Linked DNA regions of Sus scrofa: all the other regions are linked to region 2. A link is a contact called in public HiChIP or PLAC-seq data. All regions are on one chromosome and are shown on one strand. The core of a region is the stretch at or near the end of the contact, and the rest is flanking DNA. Distances in the headings are between cores, read along the strand shown. Region 1 holds the start of SNAPC3 (snRNA-activating protein complex subunit 3). Region 2 overlaps TTC39B (tetratricopeptide repeat protein 39B). Region 3 overlaps PSIP1 (PC4 and SFRS1 interacting protein 1).

Region 1 (3,395 bases), core at 828-3,327, 180 kb before region 2:
AGGAATAACGGGAACCTTTTATATCACTCCAAATATTGCTAATGTAAATATTAGCAACAGGGTAAGAGAAAAAGATTTGGCAGTTATAGAAGAAACCAAGGTGAAGTAGAAATGCCCCTCTATTTTTTGAGGGAAAATAGAAAGGGTAGGATAAAGGCTGACAACACAACTGAGATGGTGCAAAGTAAGGGGCTACAATCCAGGAATTATAAATTTCACTATTACACACACAGTTTCTCCATAACAGTATCATCATAGAGCAGTGTTTCTCAAAAGTGGTTGGCAGACCAGAATTCATCTGTTGGTCTGTTATCCTACTGGTACAATGAGAGTAAGCATTTAGAAATGTTCATAGCAATGACAGTGATTTTTCTGTTGAATTTAATAAAAAATTTGGAGTTTTATTGTCTTTTAATTCCATTTTTCTGGTAATTCATCTTTATCCTATTTTACAGATATAGATCTGTCAAAAATTAAAAAAAAAACTAGTACTTTATCATACTACCAGAGTATGATAGTTTGAGAAGCACCGTCAGAAAAATTAGCTTGCACTGAGAAACCTATTTAAATAGATTAATTGTACGTTTGTAAACATTAAAAAAAAAAAATTTAAATATGGACTGAATATTACAGTTAATGCATTTACTGTTAATTTTCTTAAGAATAATAATACCACTCTGATTAAGTAGGAGAATGATACTTTTAGGAGCTATATGATCATGTATTTCGGGGTAAATTATCATAATGTCTGCAACTTACTGAGTCGTTCTGCAATAGAAGACACACAGCGAATATCTCAAACACAAAGAGCTAAAGCCAAGATGGCTAAATGTCAACAATGCCTGAATTTAGTGGATAGAATGATAACAATACCATACTGTCGACTTCTGAATAATACAATGTTGAAAGAAATATTTAAACAAATGACAAAGTCCTCCATACCCCAAAGTCACTAGGTCGGTATTCTCTGGGATGACTTCTGGATCCTCCCCTTCCTCAAGGCACTTCAGTTTATCAAGGCTAAAACAAAACAAACAAAAAAAAAGCAATCACGAATCCTTCCGTAGCGCGTTGAAGAGTGTGTCCTAAATACGTTAATGAACAATTAAGAAATCAGATAAAATCCAGCAGGCGCCTCAGAGGAGGCCAGAATTAAAGGCGAATTCTGTGCGATATTCATTAAGTAAAAGGATACATGGCGTTTGAGGAGGCCAATACTGTTAAATAGACAAAGAGATGTTACTTTCATATTTTCACCCAAAATAAGGCACTCTGGGGAAAATCTCATTAACAGCATACCCGGGAGGTCGCCAAAAGAGACCACAGTTAATCAAGATTCCATTCTGGTTTAACATCCTTCCAGCTTCTTCGTTCCTAAGGTCCTTCCAACATCAAAGTGCCTCTCAATGGCAGATACCCGTCGCTGTTACTATAATTGTTTTACTACATTAACAATCACTTAAAAAACTAGTGAGTAGAAAAATGAATCTCTTATGCAGCTCTCTCCCTTCACTCCAACTAGCAGAAATTGTGCATTCCGATCACGGGACTTCTCCCGTCACTCAGGGAAGGCTTTCACCAGGCTGAAAGCTTTGAAAGGGCAGCCTGTCTACCCCGGGGGAGTAAACCACAGGCCCGCCCTAGGATGAGTCCCAGCGGAGCGCAGGAGCAAGGCTGCACCTGGGTAGACCCCAAGTCCCAAGAGCCCCTCGGCCCCGCACTCACCCGCACACCGCCCTTAGCTCTGCTGCCGCTTCCAGGCTGCAGCCCAGATCCCGGGCCACGGCAGCATCCTCCCGGCCGGAGTCGGCGACCGTGTCGCCCTCGGGCACCGCGGGTGCCGGAGGCTCCTTCAGCGACAAGTCCCCTTTTCCGCGCAGTCGGCAGCGCCACAGCTCCCCAAAAGCGCCCACGTGGAAAGCGCGTGTGTTTAGCTCAGGAAGCTCGTACTCTGGAAAGCCGCAGCCACCACTGCTGGGGGCCGGGTCTTGTCTGTCCTCCATCCTGCCGCACGCTGGACCGCCCCGACTGCCTTCAGCCATATTCGTCCCACTCCCTTCCCTGAGAAAGCCGGCGGATCAAGGCCTCGCGGAGCATGCTGGGACTTGCAGTTGCGCGGGGCCCGGGCCAGCAGGCAACGAGGCTGCACGTGCCCAACTTCAGGTACTACATTTCCCGGCAGGGCCTGAGTCGTACCCGCCCCGGGGCGCGGCACCGCGAGTCTCCGCGTGCGGGGTTGAGTGCATTGTTCTCCGCTGGCGGCGTTTCGAAGAGTGGCTTGGTTTTCTGTTCACTGCAGCTTGTGTGACTGGTTTTTCGGCTCTCCGGGTTACGCAGCGTCGCTCTCTGCGGGGCCGAGCGGCTTTGACAAGCCCATGGCCCCACTCAGTGCTTTCCTCTCGGCCCGGGGGTGTGGGACTTTTCGTTGATTTAAGGGTTGCGTGGCTGCCTCACTGTCCCAGAGCCTGAGAGCCTTGGGGGTCGAGGGCTGAGACGGGGTGGGGGGGGCACTACCGGACCTCCAGATCCGGTTCCTTGAGAACCTCCCCAACGCCCCCCACCCCCAGTAATATATGTATCACTGCTGAACAGGCGCAACATGCTGTTGATTTTTTGAGCACTTAATATGTGTCAGACACTGTACATTATTATCCCTAGTGTATATTTTAAAAAATCACAACAACCTTGCCAGGCAGGGATTACCATCCCCATTGAGCTACTGAGGAAGGAGTTAACCTCCAGGAGACAGAAGCAAGGTCAGAACTCAATCCGTCTAGCTTCAGATGGCACTTTCTCCATGTGTCCGAAGCCCCAGAGGAGGCAACGTAGCAGAACATATGGGAGGAGCCTTGATTACTTACTTATTGCTCTATAATTCACATACCATACACCTGACCCGCTGTAAATGTTCTTTCAATGGCTTTTAGTAGATTTACAGTTAGGCAAACAGCACCACAGTCAATTTAAGAACATCTTCATCACTTCAAAAAGAAACCCCATTTATTTTACCTATCATCCCAACTCCTCCAGCCTTAGGCATTTAATATGAATGGCATCATATATGTGATCTTTTAGTGACTAGCTTCTTTCATTTAGCATGTTTTCAGGATTTATCCGTATTGTAGTATGTACTGGAACCTCACTTTTTTATGGCTAAATATACACAGTGTATGGATATATGACGTTTTATTTATCCATTTATCAAAAAAAGGTCTACCTTTTGGCCATTATGATACTACTGCTAAACATTCATGTACAAATTTTTGTGCAGTTTCATTTCCCTTGAAGATATATGTGTATCTAATGATATATATGTAGGATTGCTAGGTCATGTGGTAACTCTGTCGTTAAAGCATTTGAAGAACTGCCAGACCTTTTCACAGTGGTTGCCCCAT
Region 2 (3,166 bases), core at 564-3,063:
CCTTCTACTCAACAGTTCTCATGAAGCAGATATGATTAGTAGTGGGTCATTAGATATGAGCAAATGTGGAGAAGTTTGCCAGGTAAGAAAGTCTGAGAGTATATGTGGTTCTTATCAGGTGAGGCTGGGCAGTTTGACACTCTTAGATAATTATACTAATGCCTCAGTACATGTTAAGTGCCTATACTTTTATTTCCATGTGTGTACCTGAGTTTTTCTATGTTGTAAAGTAGTAACAGCAGGCTTGACTACTGTTTCCTTTCCTTCTTACAGATAAGGAAACAGAAACTTGGGGAGGTAAAGTATATTGTTCAAGGTTACAGAGCTAGGAAGTGGTAGAGATAAGAGTATTTTCTTTATAGCATTAATTTTATCTTTGAAAATTTTATAAATCAAATTTCCATGATAAAAGTAACATGGACAGAGTTCAAATAATTTGGAATAAGAAAAAAGTCACCAATTATATCTCTACTCAACATAGCATCAGTATAAACTGTGAGCTCTCAGAGGGTAGAAACAAAATCTCCAGGTAAATAACTGAACATGGCATAGGGGTCAGATCTGTTCTCTAGGACGACAGTTTCGTGGAATGAGTACATATAAGAAATCTTTGATTCAGAGTCTTAAAGCAAAGGGACTCGAATAAAGTAAAAACATTCTCTGGATGCCCTTAGCCAAGAATCCTGTATTCCTGTCTGCTTTCTGATGACTCGATCAATGAATATCCTCTTCTCCCCTCCCCCACCTTCAAATCTTCATAAATAATAAAATTCTGACATATTGATTTCTTACAGATAATATGACCTTTATGTTCCAAAGGGCTAGATTTTTGCTTCTGTTTGCCTTATAGCTAGTGAGAAGTAAAGCTTCTTAAATAATGCTTCAGATGTTCTGAAGGTAATTTATTCCTCCTTTATCCTCCATATTGACATTTTATTCTTTTCTGACTGTCAGCACTACCACTGTCTTGCCAATGTGGGGAGGGGTGATGAAAACAGTAGCAGTTCTTAGAGTCTCTATACCCTTAGGGGACTTCCTGCCCTGCTGTGATAGTTCCACTCCTGCTCCCTGCCTCCTGGAGCCCCCCAAAAGGCAGGCGCAGAAACATATGCAGGCACTTCCAGTGCTTTACAGTTCTCTCCCGGACAGGCGGACAGACAGATAATGTGGCCCACATTGTCGGCCCCCATCATTGGCACTTTGGATATGGCACCAGCCTCTATTCAGTCCCTGGCACCCACTCTGGAGAATTCCAGTCGGATCTCAGATCAGCACCTCAGACAGCTCCCAGACCCTGTCTCCCCTCCCCCTCCCTCTGGAAACAACCAAATAAATTAAAAGGGGGGGGGGTACAACTAAGGATAAGGAAGAAGGGTACCTCTCCCTCAGAGTCAAAAGAGCTTTCTGCTTCCTCCAACTCTTCTGCTGAGGCGCTGCTGCTGCTCCCAGGTGACCTTCTAGACTGAGTTTGTTCCAAAACCTCAGACTCCTGAAACTGGCATCTTTCTACCCCCCAACTTCCAACATTCAGCACATTGGAAAAAGTGGGGAGAGGTGGTGGGGGTGGGGCAAAGGGCCGTTGCCAATATCTTGTGTTTCACAATTGATTAGATACCTAAATTGGGTTATTATTTTAGATATCTTTCCTTTTCAAAATATAAAAGACTCATTTTGCCTTTAAATGAATGTATCTTCTCAATCAGAAACAGGAAGGAAGTGTCTTTGCTTTACTGAAGATCTAATTGAGGGAGGCCCCTGGGTGGGGCTCCCACAGATCAAGACTGAGTGTGTAGTCTCTCTGGGCTGAACACTCACAGCTTTTGGAGAATTATACTTGGGTGGTAATTTGCACAGGCCGTGACAGTTCACCCAGCAGGCTCGTAGCAACCCTTGCCTTTGTTTTTCCTGCACGACTTGTGAAATGGGGTGGGGGGGACATTTCAAGGATGAGGCAATGCACTTAGGGAAGTGAAGTGACTTTCTGAATGTCACAGGCTAGAGTGGCAATGCCGACTTCTGATTTCCTGTCCAGGAATTTTCATTACATCACATTAGGCGTGAGGAGGAGGATGCCATGAGGATGATCCTCTTGGAGATACTTGGCTGCTTTTCAATAGCCATCCTCATGGCTCTGGTCTGGTTGGACAGGTGTGGTGGGGCTGGGTGGAAGGGTTTGAACCTCCTGAGGCAGCTGTGGGTGGCTGTGTTAGGTTCATAATCTAAGGGAGCCATATGATTGAACATGTTTTAGGAAGAGGAGTATGAGAGTACCTAGGGCGAATTAAAACAAAATTAGTGTTATCTCAGAACTTGCTGGGCCCATCCCAGGCCTACTGAGTCAGAAACGCTGGTGGTGGGGCCCAGCAGGATGTTTTAACAGGCTCTCTGGTGAGTTGACTGCACATTGAAGCTTGAGAATGACCTAAGCAAAGCAAGTAATAGGAAGCCATTCTAGAGACTGTTTCAGAATTCTGACTTGAAGTGATGATAGTCTCAATTCATGTGATGGGATGCACATTAATTAAACTTAATTAATTAAACTCACCCTTTTGGTTGTTCTTTGTAGAACACGTGGTGGTATCGATATTCTTCTGGGGGAGGATGTTAATTTCATGTGAGCACGTTACTGAAATGTTTAGGAGGCTTTAGCGCCCACTTTGGTTTCTCCCTCTGAGCTGCCTTGCAAGTGTGTCCTCCTGCCAGGTGCCAGTGTGGCCACCTGAGAGGCAGAAGTAACCACTGGTGTCTGTTCCTAGCCCATTTCCTGGTAATAAAAGGTGAGCTGTACTCCCGAGAGAACTGGTGGGAGTGGAAATTAAGGAAACAGGTGAGAAGTAACCCTGGAAAACCTAATGCTTGAATGGAAGGGGTGATTAGAAAAGGGGTGGGAATTTCTGAGCTACAAATTTCCTTTTGTTCTTAGAAAAAAATCTACCTTCTCTGCCGTGGTGGTTTCTGGTTTCTGCCTGCTTTCTGTCCTCACTTCCTCCCACTCGGCCTTGCTCACCACATTCCCAGCCTAGAATCTCCTCTTCTCTCTTCATCCTAGAGATTCCCATGGCTGCTTCCCTTCTGTAGCAACCCGCTGTTACCCTTTTCAAGAGCTTTCCAAGCCCTTCCTCATCAATGCTGGGCCTCACCCCACCCACCTTCCCAACGAGTCTCT
Region 3 (3,465 bases), core at 269-2,768, 230 kb before region 2:
AAAATAACCTTATTTAAAACACTAAATTATTTTTATAAGATTTAAAAATATTTTAATGGTAACTTAGTTTTCAAAAAAATATTTTTTTTCTTGCCAACTTTATTTTCTATTATGGATCTTGTTTATGTTGGCAGGAATATATGTTTCGACAAAGAGGGCAAAACTTTGTAGCTTTGTGTTTGAAAATTTTATAAAAAAAGCTCAAGTGAGTTATATCACTTAGGAATGGATTTAGAGCATTTTGAATGAAAAGATTTTATAGGAAATTATAGTTACAGAAAACTAGAGTGTTGGTAATTTTCAACTAATGTATATTTAAAGAGTTTCATTTTACTGCTAAGCCAGCTGTTTAAATATTCTTAAAAATAATGGTACTAAATTATAACATGGTTTTAACTACTCTAGTGAAATTTAAGAAATTAAGTACATGCATGTGAGTTTCTGGTTTTATGTATTTGTTTATTTATTTATTTATTTATTTTTGCCCTTTTTTTTGCTATTTCTTTGGGCCGCTCCCAAAGAAATAGCAAAATTTAAGAAATTAAGTACATGCATGTGAGTTTCTGGTTTTATTTATTTATTTATTTTTGTCTTTTTTTTTGCTATTTCTTTGGGCCGCTCCCGCGGCATATGGAGGTTCCCAGGCTAGGGGTTGAATCGGAGCTGTAGCCACCGGCCTACGCCAGAGCCATAGCAACGCGGGATTCGAGCCGCGTCTGCAACCTACACCACAGCTCACGGCAACGCCGGATCGTTAACCCATTAAGCAAGGGCAGGGATGGAACCCGCAACCTCATGGTTCCTAGTTGGATTCGCTAACCACTGCGCCATGACGGGAACTCCAGTTTCTGTTTTTAAACATAACAAATCTTACTCATCCCCTCCCTAAGATGTGTTCTCTAATCAAGGCATCAGGCATAAAGTCTAGGATTTGAGGATAAACATAAGGCCTTATCTAGAGACTCAGGAACTGAAACATAACTTATTTGCTCTCCTCTCCCCTTTATATATGCACATGGATCTGGGATAGGGAACTGTAGTACTCCAGGGGAGAAGAGGAGGCACACAGCAGTTGGTAGGGAAAATATTGTGAGATCCCTATTTTAAATACTAAGGTATATCTCTCCTTGACTAGGTCCTTGGCAGTCTTCCCTGAGACTATCCTTCTAGTCCATTTCTCTCCATGGCTTTTGGCTGGTTCCTCTGAGAGGTCTCCACTTTTTCAATATCATCTTTAGTTGATTTTTTTCAGTCTTTTTTCAGTATCCTGTTAGTTACACTGAAATGTATTACCCTCATTAGCTGAGCAGCTTTCTCAGTCTGGTTTCATACTTAGGAGTTGGGCCTAAGGTTCCTTTATAGATCTCCATTACTTTCTCTTAATGCAGGCTGGTGCCACTCTTGGTAGTTAGCATGTGTCTGTATGTTTCATTCTCATCAGCTTCATGTGCAGTGGTCTCATTTGTAAGACTTCCCTAAACATGCTTATCTTTTTTTGTGTGTGTGTCTGTTTTGGGCCACACCCGTAGTGTATGGAAGTTCTTAGGCTAGGGGTTGAGTCAGAGCTGTAGCTGCCGGCCTACGCCACAACCACAGCAATGCAGGATCTGAGCTATGTCTGCGACCTACACCGCAGTCATGGCAACTCCAGATACCTGACCCACTGAGCAAAGCCAGAGATTGAACCCACAGTCTCATGGACACTAGTTGGGTTTGTAACTAGCTGAGCCATAACAGACACTTCTTTTCTTGTTTTGTTTTGTGTTCTCTTTTTTTCTTTTTTGGCCACCCTATGAGATAGGGAGTTTCCCAGCCAGGGATCAGATCTGAGCTGCAGCTGTGACCTATACCACAGCTGCAGCAATGCCTGATTCTTTAATCTGTTGTGTCGGTCTGGATTTCAAACCTGTGTCCTGGCATTGCAAAGACCACTGATCCCATTGTGCCACAGCAGGAACTCCTATTATTTGTCATTTGTGCTATGTGTTATTATAATGCTGCTCTCAGCTTTGTATCTGGGCAAAAACTCAGTGGAGTACAGAGGGAAACTTCATAACCCATTTTGAAACTTATGTTCTCCATAAGAACAGCTTATGTTAACATGTTTATAATTTTCTTAGTCTTTTAATGTAACTTTCCTATTGTACCTTGACTGTGACCCATTAAAAAGGGAATTTATCACCGTGAGAAATCTGTTTTTCATGGAAGATGGTAAGGAGGAAGACCTCAGCAAGGCCAGGGATCGAACCTGCATCCTCATAGAGACTAGTCAGATTCTTAACCTGCTGAGCTACAGCAGGAACTTCAAAACCCATATAACATTTGAAAATAAACATAGCCAGTGATAGTTATGGGACAAAACAATTTCTAAAGAGATAAAAAGGTTTTTTTTTTTTTCCCCAATTTAATCTCTTAAGGGTTAAAAGAAGCAGTTGTCTGGTGGGAGGTTAGTGGGTTTGGAATTGAGATACTGGGCTGTTTGACCTTTTTGCACCATCATTTTCTCATTTGTTAAATGGAATGGGTTGGACTAAGTGACCTAGGGTCTCTTCCAGCTTTCAAATCCATTATATGTATGTGAAAATATCAAATTCTTTGAACACTGTTTATTACATTTAATTGACCATATATTTTACCATTATATGCGTAAGTTGGGAGCCTTTTACCTTGTAAAGAATTTTTTTTTCTTTTTTTGCTTTTCAGGGCTGCTCCTGTGGCATATGGAGGTTCCCAGGCTAGGGGTCCAATTGGAGCTACAGCTGCCGGCCTACACACAGCCACAGCAACATCAGATCAGTCACATCTGCAACCTACACCACAGCTCACAGCAACGCCGGATCCTTAAACCACTGAGTGAGGCCCAGGATCAAACCAGCAACCTCATGGTTCCTAGTTGGATTCGTTTCTGCTGTGTCACAACGGGAACTCTGTAAAGGATATTTCTTTACATTTTAAAATGACCATATTTCACCATGGGCAGTTCACTTGTGCAAGTGTATTTTTTCCAGCATGGCTGCTTTTTAAACATAATTTATTATAATAAGAGTTATGTGAACTTCCATAATATCTAGGGATCTCACCCACCTTATACATTGCTATTACCCAGAGTCAAGAATAGTACCTTGGCATGTAAGATAGTACTTAATATTATTTTTAAGTGAATGAATCACATTACAAAAATAAAACTTGGGGACCCAGTGCGGTACAGTAGAAAATTGACAGAACACTGTAAACCAGCTTTAATGGAAAAAATAAAAATCATTATGTAAAACAAAAACAAAACAAAAAAACTTGGGAAAAAAGTGAAAAATCACTTTTCTGTTACCTTATTGCCACTATAATTTTTTATTTTCTTATATTAAAAGGATGTTCTTTTTCTTTTATGATTGGTTGATAATTTTTATGGTTAATTAATTCAGAGTGTGATTGACAAGTATATAAAAAGTTCATTTTTCATTGTCATAC

Evidence for each region. HiChIP or PLAC-seq counts read pairs in DNA pulled down with a chosen protein or histone mark.
Region 1: a contact with region 2 is called in an H3K27ac HiChIP or PLAC-seq map of alveolar macrophages. The contact joins the promoter of SNAPC3 here to the enhancer-like site in region 2. A contact is called at or near these places in 1 of 5 promoter capture datasets (liver), 29 of 47 Hi-C or Micro-C datasets (adipose tissue, alveolar macrophages, blood and 17 more) and 2 of 2 datasets of contacts at active chromatin or transcription factors (alveolar macrophages and skeletal muscle).
Region 3: an H3K27ac HiChIP or PLAC-seq map of alveolar macrophages shows a contact between it and region 2. The contact joins two enhancer-like sites. A contact is called at or near these places in 1 of 47 Hi-C or Micro-C datasets (embryonic fibroblasts) and 1 of 2 datasets of contacts at active chromatin or transcription factors (alveolar macrophages).

What each region holds. Positions count from the first base shown.
Region 1 is chr1:207,250,343-207,253,737 of Sscrofa11.1, forward strand. It overlaps SNAPC3 (snRNA-activating protein complex subunit 3), which reads right to left and starts at 2,078. Exons shown (of 9, transcript XM_001927743.5): 1 at 1,726-2,078; 2 at 943-1,020. The coding sequence starts at 2,042.
Region 2 is chr1:207,428,353-207,431,518 of Sscrofa11.1, forward strand. All of the region lies in intron 4 of TTC39B (tetratricopeptide repeat protein 39B), which reads left to right. Among named protein-coding and RNA genes, the nearest start is that of TTC39B, 83 kb to the left of the region's middle. Within about 2 kb of position 1,814, at least 10 of the 83 cell types and tissues checked have an H3K27ac peak or open chromatin away from gene starts, as enhancers often do. A contact at or near this core is called in alveolar macrophages, mesenteric adipose tissue, omental adipose tissue and 1 more, where this site is marked.
Region 3 is chr1:207,202,178-207,205,642 of Sscrofa11.1, forward strand. The region is part of intron 8 of PSIP1 (PC4 and SFRS1 interacting protein 1); the gene reads left to right. Among named protein-coding and RNA genes, the nearest start is that of PSIP1, 30 kb to the left of the region's middle. Within about 2 kb of position 1,519, at least 4 of the 83 cell types and tissues checked have an H3K27ac peak or open chromatin away from gene starts, as enhancers often do. A contact at or near this core is called in alveolar macrophages, where this site is marked.